Regions from separate parts of the Macaca mulatta genome. Here region 1 is linked to region 2. The links are chromatin contacts, called in public Hi-C maps. All regions are on one chromosome and are shown on one strand. The core of a region is the stretch at or near the end of the contact, and the rest is flanking DNA. Distances in the headings are between cores, read along the strand shown.

Region 1 (4,543 bases), core at 1,956-4,455, 67 kb before region 2:
TCCCCAAAGTGCCCTAAGGATTCCCTTACCCATCCCACCTTACCTATCCCCAAGAAAGGAGCTAAAAACCACAAGACAGATTCAAATTAGGTATCAGGAAGAGTTTCTTGATGATGAGTAAAAGGCACTGGAGAGACAATTTGAGGAGAGAAAAGAAAGACCTTTAAGGGGGCTTTCCCTTCCTTCCAGGTTAGGGCTAGCAAAAGATGCTGCAGGTGCTTGAGGGCCTGGGTTATCTAAGGTTGAGGTTTTACCTGCTGGAGCATCCTCCTTCGAAATGGTCAGCCAGGGTTCTGGGTTGCAGGAGGTACAAGGAGTACTATCCACCGAGTCATGGGACCATGGGCTGGGGTATGGTTCCAACAAAGGGCTCAGTTCTGGAGGAATCTCACACGAGTCACTCCAGAGCCTGTGGCATGAGAGAAGACAAGGACCACACACAGGTGAGGGCTTTTCTGGGGTGACTCACTCACTCCTATTCTTCCCACCTAGTAGGAGCAACCAAAATGAGATGCAAGGCAGGCCCGGGCAGAGAGTGAGCCTGTCCTTTCCCTTGCCAATTAGGAGACAGGGGAAACTTTTATGAGAGCCTCAGAGGCTCCCTGGGCTAGTTTTATTACAGGGTTAGGGTTTGGGTTGGGTTGGGGCTGCAAATCCTCTGGGTCAGCATGCTGTGGAGGAGGAATAAGACACTGGGGAAACAGAGAAGCCTTGTGCCCTATCTTCTACACTAGACAGAAATATCCTAGTTCTGTGTAGCCAGTCATTGGTGGGGAGGGGAGGCTGGAGTCATCTCTTGCTGCTCCAGGAAAGGTGTGGTGTGGTAGGGAAATCACAGTTCAACCACTCACTGGGTGTGTGATCCTGGGTCAGCCACATCACCTGCCTTCATTTCTTACCTTGAAAATGGGGACAGTTAAATCTGCCTCATAGGAGTGGTTGTGAAGGTCAATGAGGTCATGGTTTGACAACACCACACAAAGTACGAATCTGAGTATTCACTCAGAAGATAAACACCGTTAGCACTACGACTAAGGGTTGATGATCCATTTGGGAGCACTAATCAGGTGAACAGTCCAGTGTCAACCTCGAGAAGGTAAGGATTTCAGGGAGCAGAATCCATCTGGGAGGTGGGGTGTTGTGAGGCTGGGCCTAAGCCAATCTTTGAAGAATGGTTAAGGGACCCTCAGACTTGGAATTTTCTAGGCCTTGGCGCCACCCCTAGTAAGGAGAGATGAGGCTGAGGGTGAGGCGTGCCTGCAATGGATTAACGCTGGTGGAGACTTTCTTGAGGCTCTGAACACATCAAGTCTTTAAAAAACGCAGGGATAGGGACTTCCATAGAAGCTGGAAAAAGGACAATTCAGGTGGAAACAGGCATCAGGACTGTGCTGGACACACTGACCCTGGACACTGACTGTACCCCATCCAAGGGACAGCCATGCAGAGGGCTCCAGAGAACAAAGCTCTTTCAACTGGGAACTCATCTGAAGCAATAGGTCCAGAGGCGCAGCACAACAGGTTTGGGGTTTGAATCCAAAGCCCAAGGCCCCTGGCACAGAACCCAAGAACTGTCTAAGCCTTACTCTGTTTCCTCGTTTATAAAACGGAGTGATAATATCCAGATCTCACACGGCTAAATGAAGGATCAAAGGGGCTAATACCTGTGAGAGCGCTTTGCAAATGTTATCACGATGCAGCATCAGCTCCCAGCTGGAGTCAAGTGAGATCAGAGCAGTTTTCTGCAGTTCTCCCAGCTCCAGTCGGTTTTGCGGTTACCAGCCAAAAATTTCTGGAAAGGGTGTGACCACTGTGGGCAGAAGGGAGAAGGTAATGAGTAAATGGAACACCGAATCAAGGCAAGTGGCAACCTGATCACCAGTCCCTCCTTCTCAGCCTGTTTCTTTCTAGGCATGGAGGACAGTGGGTGGGCAGACGCTGAGAAAGTCTGGGTAAGGGTCTCGTGAGACCAGCTGGCTCCGCCCCCAGGTTCCCGGGGGAAACCGGGGACTCCCGGTCCGTGCGACGTGCCGCCAAACCCAGGGCTGGGATGCCGTTCCGGAAGCACCTGGCACGGGGAGAGTATGTCCTTCCCAGGAAGGTGGACGTGACCCCAGCCAAGGGCGCAGCCGCCCCCTCCCGGGGTCCTGAGCTGGGCGAAGAGTGGAGCAAGTACCCTCTCCCCACCCAGGCCGCCCCCTGCCGGCCAGGTGGCAAGGTGGAGGGTGATCAAGAAAGGTTGTTTCAAACGAGAGCGAAGAGCTGGGCTACCCCCTCGTGAGGCACAAGACGGTCAAAAGGAAAAGGGAAGAAAGAAGGGAAACGGCGCTTTGGAAGGGGAGGTGGAGATGCCTCCTGCCTCAGCGCTGCGGGGCAAACTGGCCTCCCAAGCCCCTTCCGCGTCGCGAAGGGCTTCAGATCTGGGCTCGGGGTGACACTCACCGGTCCCACGGCCCGAGCCGCCGTGCTTAAGGCCCCCGCCCGGCCAGACTGGAAAGGCGGGCGGGCTAGGTCAGGCGGCGGGAAGAACACGGGGAGGGGAGAAAAGAGGAGGAGCAGGAGCAAGCAGTGAGGAGAGGAAGCTGGGACCGCCGCACCGCACCCCGTCGGCTGCGGCTCTAGCTAAGTGGCCGGGGGTCGGCCGGCTCCTCCCCAGGGGCGGGGCGCGCACTCGCCGCGTGGGGCTTGGCCGGGACGCCGGGTCCGGCTTGCGGGTTCCATCGACGGTGAGATGTTTTGCGACCCAGGAGTAAAATGAGGGTAAAGCGGCAGCTTCCCACGTTCTGGGGGAGAAGCGCGGAAGCACAGTTTCCTGGGCCTTCGGGCGCCCCCAGGGCTGGGGGTCTTTCAGTAGAGGTCGCCGCGGCAGAGTCTTGTGCGGGTCCCGCGGACCCCATTACCCCGATAGGGCCTCGCCGTGAGGTCTGAGGGGCCGCGTGAGGTGCATGGCGCGCCGTTTCCTCTGCAGGCGCTCCTCTCAGGGCTACAGCCCTAGAAGATCTGGCCTGCACCAGCCCAAAGGACATAAGGACAGGAGTGGGTAGCCCACGGGACACTGGGACCAGCGCCATCATGGGCGGAGACGCGCGGAACCTGCTGGCCCGGAAGTGCAAGCTGCCCCCGTTGGCGGAAGCGCCGCGCGGGAGGCGGAAGCGGCTGGTGTCCGCGTGGTTTGGCGTTTGCCGCGGGAGTCCGGCGGCCCTGCCCACGTAGACCCTCTGCTGGGGGCGCCGGCACCAGTTGAAGCACGTGAGGTATACGGGCAGGGCGCGGCCAGGTCGGGCGTCTGTCAGGAAAAAGACTTTTTATGTTTATTTTTTAAGAGACGGAGTCTCCCTCTGTTGCCCAGGTAGGAGTGCAGTGGCGCGATCTCGGCTCACTGCAGCCTTCAACCTCTGAGCTCAAGCGATCTTCCCCCCTCAGCCTGGCGAGTGGCTGGGATTACAGGCGCGCACCACCACGCTCAGCTAATTTTTAATTTTTCTTTTTTTTCACTCCTGGCCTCAAGCGATCCTCTCTCCTCCCAAAGCGCTAGGATTACAGGCCTGAGCCACTGCTCTCGGCTAGGACTTTTTATTTTTAATGATCCACTGATTTGACCATTATTTTTAATGGTCAACTGTGAGGTATTGTCGCAGGTTGCAGACAGGCCATAATGCATGCATGCATTCACTTACTTATTCACTTCATGTTACACTGAGAAGCTCTAGGTTCATGTTTGACCAACAAATGTGTTCTTCCAGTATGCCGTTTTTCAGACAATTATGTGTGGCATTCAGAGGTGTTTTGCAGCCCTTAATAAAAGAGCAGCCAACACTAGTATGTGCTATACATCCATTCTTAATTGCACCCATCGTACCTACTTCCATCCTAACTTGAAAACGTAGCTGTCTGTAAATGAGGGAAGGAGCAGCCTGGGGATCCAGAAATCACTGCAGGGGTCACATTTTGTACCGAGGCAGTAGGTTTAGAGAGGCTCTGAACTGGAACCAAGGCCCCCAACTTCAAAATGTACTTCGCCCCTAGCCTTTGAATTTGCATTAAAGTCATTAGTAAAGTCTATTCAATTTTCATCAAAGAATCTTCATGGTATGTACTGTGCTCCATAATAGAAATTCCCATCTGTCTATGATGCCATTCTCAGAGTTTACATCCCAAATTCGCTTTCTTTTCCTTTTTTTTTTTTTTTTTTTTTTTTGAGACGGAGTCTCACTCTGTGGCCTAGGCTGGAGTGCAATGGCACAATCTCGGCTCACTCCAACCTCCACCTCCCCGGTTCAAGCGATTCTCCTGCCTCAGCCTCCCAAGTAGCTGGGATTACAGGCGCGCACCACCACGCTCAGCTAATTTTTAATTTTTCTTTTTTTTCACTCCTGGCCTCAAGCGATCCTCTCTCCTCCCAAAGCGCTAGGATTACAGGCCTGAGCCACTGCTCTCGGCTAGGACTTTTTATTTTTAATGATCCACTGATTTGACCATTATTTTTAATGGTCAACTGTGAGGTATTGTCGCAGGTTGCAGACAGGCCATAATGCATGCATGC
Region 2 (4,864 bases), core at 680-3,179:
CGTCTCAAAAATAAATAAATAAATAAAAGAAAGGGTGAAGGACAGAGATACAGACTGTTGAAGACAAAAATCTTCCTTTGATGAGAATTGACAACTGAGAAAAGCAGTTTTCCAGTCTTTTTCTTTTAAGGAGATACTTTAAATACTCGCTAACATCTTACTTTCCCATGAGACTTTAACTGCTTTATTAAAAGTTCCCTAATACATAATACAAAGTACCTCTTAAATTCAGAGGTTCATATTGACCTAGAAGAATAAAAACAAAACTTGGCAGAATTTCAACCAAGGGTTGCTGGATAAGTAATTGCTCAACATGTAAGACTGGGCTCAGAAGGCTGCACTGAGTGCTAACCACGTTGTGGGCTGTGCATGTGAGGTTCAGCCTTATCTGGTGTCCAGTAACAAAGTCACTGTGGTCTTACAGTTTACTGCTGTCACAGCTGTGAGTACCGAAGGAGAGAGTTTCCCCCAGGAATAGCATTTTGCTGACATTTAAAAGATCGAGTCAAATAGCTCGGTAGACACGTGATGCTTAGAGATTTGTGTCTACATGTTTATAATACTTGGTGGCAGCATACAAACTGTGGGACAATCAGTACTTCTGTGCAATGGAGGTGGAGTGAATTTTATGTGCTTTTAATCAGATTTTGAGTTAGATTTCAAGTGGGTAGCAGCAGAAACTTAGATTGAATTTTCATAGTGTCATTTCTTGGATCCACTTCCTGAGTTGTTTTTCAAATCTAAATGTTGTATAGGAATGAGGCAGAGGTAGAAGGACTCCTCTTGGACCCTTTTTGATTTCATCCCAGAATCTAAAATATGACTGTGGGTCTCCCACAGCCCTTGGCTCAGAGGCGAATCCCCTCTTCACCACTGTTAGAGTCAAATGTTCTTTTGAGATCCCTAAAAGCAAAGGCTGTTTTAATTCAGTTTTAATCTTTGCCATTGGGGCCAAACACAAGATAGGCAAATGAGTGTTTTTGAATGAATAAACAAGTCACATTCACTGCTTACTCCATTGCTTGCTGGAAGGGAGTCAGGTGGTTATTCAAAGATGCTTTTTCTTTAAGAGAATGGCTATATTAAGTACGCAGTTTTCAGCACTTTTAGCAAAGCGAGCTCTGCTCTGAACAAAACCAACAACCCAAGAAGCGATAATGATGTGAAGACAGTTTAGGAGCACATCCCTGGCCTAAGACTGGACTGCCTGTGGCCCAAAGCATGCTTCACTACTTCAGTATACTCATCTTTAAAATTAAGATACCAATATGTGCTATCTCAGAGCGGTTGTGCAGATTCGTTACTATATTTAAAATGCCTGCTACACCATAAGCAACAAATATTAGGTACTGTTTTAATCTTTGGCATATATCATGATACATCTGCTACAGTAGGGTAGGGGTAAGCGTGGGGGTCTAGGGCAGTTGGACACGGTGGGCCATTTAGGGACAGAATTCCCCAGTACACGTGTACTTGGGAGTGTTTCAGTTTTCCGTGGCTAATACAGCCAAGGGATCAGGTAGGGTGAATGAGTCCTTCCCAAGGTCACCCAGCGTTGATGGCGGAGACACTCGGCGTTTTCTGGGCTGAATCCCTTCCGATCAGCCACCGGCGGGTTTGGGAGGGTGTGGAAGAGTGTTGGAGTCACCTTAAGTGCCCTTAATTCCTCATCCTGGCATTAGGGTTCAGGAGTAGAGAACGGAGACTAAGCGGGACGCTTCAGTATGCGCCCTTGGGGCTGGAGGGATCCCCGCGCTAAACCTCGGTTTCCCTGACCCCAAAGGGAAGCGCTCACTGGGGAAACGGCGCCGCCAGCTGCCAGGACGCTCCCGCGCAGCTCGGTTTCCCTACGCCGGGGCGGGGCGGAGGCGCGGGAGGGGCGGAGGGGCGGGAGGGGCGGAAGGGGCGGGGACTTCCCTCAGAGGGCGGGGCGGCCGGGCCGCGGCGGCCTCCGACTGGATGCGGCGGATCGCCGGGGGCCTGAGGGTGGAGTCCCGGTCGGAGGCAGGCCCGGACTCTGGTGGGTCGAGGCGCGGCTCGGACGCCAGCAGGTCGGCGGCGGCGGCAGAAGAGCGGCCGGGCGTCAGCTCCTCGACCCCGGTGCCGCCCTCGTCCAGCGAGGTGGGCGGGCGGCGCGGGCCCATGGCCAGGCCCGGCATGGAGCGGTGGCGCGACCGGCTGGCGCTGGTGACGGGGGCCTCGGGGGGCATCGGCGCGGCCGTGGCCCGGGCCCTGGTCCAGCAGGGACTGAAGGTGGTGGGCTGCGCCCGCACCGTGAGCAACATCGAGGTGAGACCGGGCCGGGGACGGGGACGCCGCGGGCGGGTCGTTTCCCCGGAGTCGGATTCACTTGCCCGCCATGCCGGGGCCCTTTGCTGTAGTGGGGGCGGCCTCTCGGATCCCTTAAGGCAGGTTTCTCCCTTCCCCTTAAGTCTCGTCTTTGAAGGAGCCGTTTCCCCTGACAGCCCCTGCTCGAGTTACCGAATCTCCGACCCTGGCATCTCGCCGCCCGCCCCTCGCTTCTGCCTAGGGTATTGGCCCGAGGAAAGGGGAAACCGGAGGTCGGGAATGGTGGTCTCACCCCTGTGGCCTTCTCACCCCCGGTGGCCAAGTGCCTCTAATCCCCAGAAGTCACCTACCACGCAGGGCAAGGTGGCTGGCCAACTAGATGGGCAGGAGCCAGAACTGAGGGTGGGGTTAGGGGTGGGAGCTTTACTGAAGAGCCTCAGCCCCGCCCCCTCACCTCGTGGGTAACTCATGCCCAGTGGCATGAGGAATGAATGGAATATTCATTAGTGGGCCTTCCTCCACTCTCCTGGGGCGAACAGAGTGGGTGAAATAGGGCAGAAACCTTGAGAGGATAAAGCAGCCTGGAACTCCTTACTCTTCTCTTGACGTGGGGTTGGGAGCCCTCAGAATTAAGAGAAAAATCAAGATGGCCATTTTGGAGCAGGGAGGAATTTCTGTCGTAGGCTCTCTCTGGATGTGCCCTGCAAGCTCACTCTCAGTGTTGAGCTAGTGCTTAGCTGCAGGGCTTTATCTCCACCGTGCTCAAAGTCCTCAGGCAGGGAAAGGGTAAGGAGGCCTTGGGTGGGGGCAGAGGAAGAAGGTATACAGGAAGGAGGACTGTCCCCTCCCCTGCTGCTGACCAAAGGTACACTTTATAACCCAGATAATCCCAAGGTCACCTGGCTCCATCACTGCCCCACTCTGCCCTCCCTTTATTCTATTCTGAGGAGCTCAGGACCCAGCCCCAGCCTTGGAGCCCAGAGGATCAAGCCAGGGATTAAACAACTGGATTCCCTAGTTCTGAAGTGACTCTTGCCTTCTCACCTACTCCCCTACCGCAAGCTAGCCAGGAAGTGGGGCCTGAGCCCCAAGGGGATCCCCAGGCCGATCACTCAGTCCCAGGGTGACTCCATGTCTGAGAGGAGAATGCCCCTGTTGTGAGAGGGTGATGACATGATGTAGATCATTACTGAGGGGAGGTAGGGAGATCAGCTGGCACAGGTGGAGCAACAGGAAGGCAGTGACAGGGAGAAATACATTCTGAGCACATCCCTTCTGGTTTTCTTGCGGTAGGAGTTTTGAGTCTAGAGGAGGAAGTGGGAAGATGTGTGCCAGGGGAGGGGAGAGCTGCAGGCTTCCTTGCCCACAGTCTGCTTTGATTGATTGATTCATTGATGTTAAAGCAGAATTTGGGTTCTCGCTTCCTACAGAGAAAACTCCTGTTTCCTGAAGTGATCAAATGTGGGTAAAATCTGGTGAAAGGGGGGTATCTGATTCTCAGAGGACTATACCTTTTGAACTCACAGAAAGTTAAAGCAGAAAAGAATGTCCCAAGACACCCGATCCAGTCCTTTATTCCTGGCTTGTCTTGGGAGGAGGAAGGGGCTCCAGGCCAGGGCAGCTGGCCAAGCTGCCCTTCCTCTAGGGCACTGCGTGCCTCCTCCCCCTCGCCCATGTCTACACAGTCACCTTCATGAGGCTCAAGTGCCCAGTCACTGGCTTCCAAAGAAGGCCACAGAGCATGTTTTCTTCTTGCCTCTGAATGTCAGCTTCCCCCTGGGCTGCCTCTCAGTGGCTCTGCCTTCTCAGGTCTTTCTCGGCATGCTGAGGGCCTGGAGATGCACAGGGCATGCCTAATGGCACCTGCCACCTGACTTGCCTCATAGTCTCCTGAGAAACCTCAGAGGGGAGGGTGGTGCACCAGGGCTCAGAGAGAAATAATCTGTCCTGACTTTGTGACCCCTCCTTTAGGTAGGGAGAGAAGACTGGCAGCTGGGCGTGGTTGAAAGGCATGTCTGAGAACTCTGAGCCAGCTGGCTGCAGTTTGCGAGGGGAGGGGAATAGTTCAGAGATGAGGGACTGGCTGACACAATGCAGGAGAAGAAGCTGGGTTAACCAGACCAGTGACTCTTGGTGCTGGTGGAGAAGCATGAAGTGGTGGAGAGGCGCATATTACCTATGGGCAGAAGAGGTATTCCTGTTGGGGAAGAGGCAGAAAAGAGAGAGCTCTCCATTCCCTAGATCCCTGGCCCCTGCTCCACCCAGGACTCGAATTTATTTATTTATTTATTTATTTATTTGAGACAGAGTCTTGCTCTGTCACCCAGGCTGGAGTGCAGTGGCATGACCTCAGCTCACTGCAACCTCTGCCTCCTGGGTTCAAGTGATTCTCGTGCCTCAGCCTCCCAAGTAGCCACACACCCAGCTCATTTTTGTATTTTTGGTAGAGATGGGGTTTCACCAAGTTAGCCAAAGCTGGTCTCAAACTCCTGACCTCAAGTGATCCACCCGCCTTGGCCTCCCAAAGTGTTGGGATTACAGGCGTGAGCCAGCACGCCCAGCCAAGACTTGAGTT

Evidence for each region. A called contact is a pair of places that touch in the nucleus more often than the background predicts.
Region 1: a contact with region 2 is called in a Hi-C map of blood, with 2.7 times the contacts expected there. The contact joins the promoter of PIGW here to the promoter of DHRS11 in region 2. A contact is called at or near these places in 2 of 14 Hi-C or Micro-C datasets (blood and liver).

Annotation. Positions count from the first base shown.
Region 1 is chr16:47,763,026-47,767,568 of T2T-MMU8v2.0, reverse strand. It overlaps PIGW (phosphatidylinositol glycan anchor biosynthesis class W), which reads left to right and starts at 3,205. Exons shown (of 2, transcript NM_001257700.1): 1 at 3,205-3,254. It overlaps MYO19 (myosin XIX), which reads right to left and starts at 3,098. Exons shown (of 27, transcript XM_015119450.3): 1 at 2,443-3,098; 2 at 1,665-1,810; 3 at 255-409. The coding sequence starts at 266.
Region 2 is chr16:47,694,355-47,699,218 of T2T-MMU8v2.0, reverse strand. DHRS11 (dehydrogenase/reductase 11) reads left to right here and starts at 1,929. Exons shown (of 7, transcript NM_001194811.4): 1 at 1,929-2,289. The coding sequence starts at 2,143.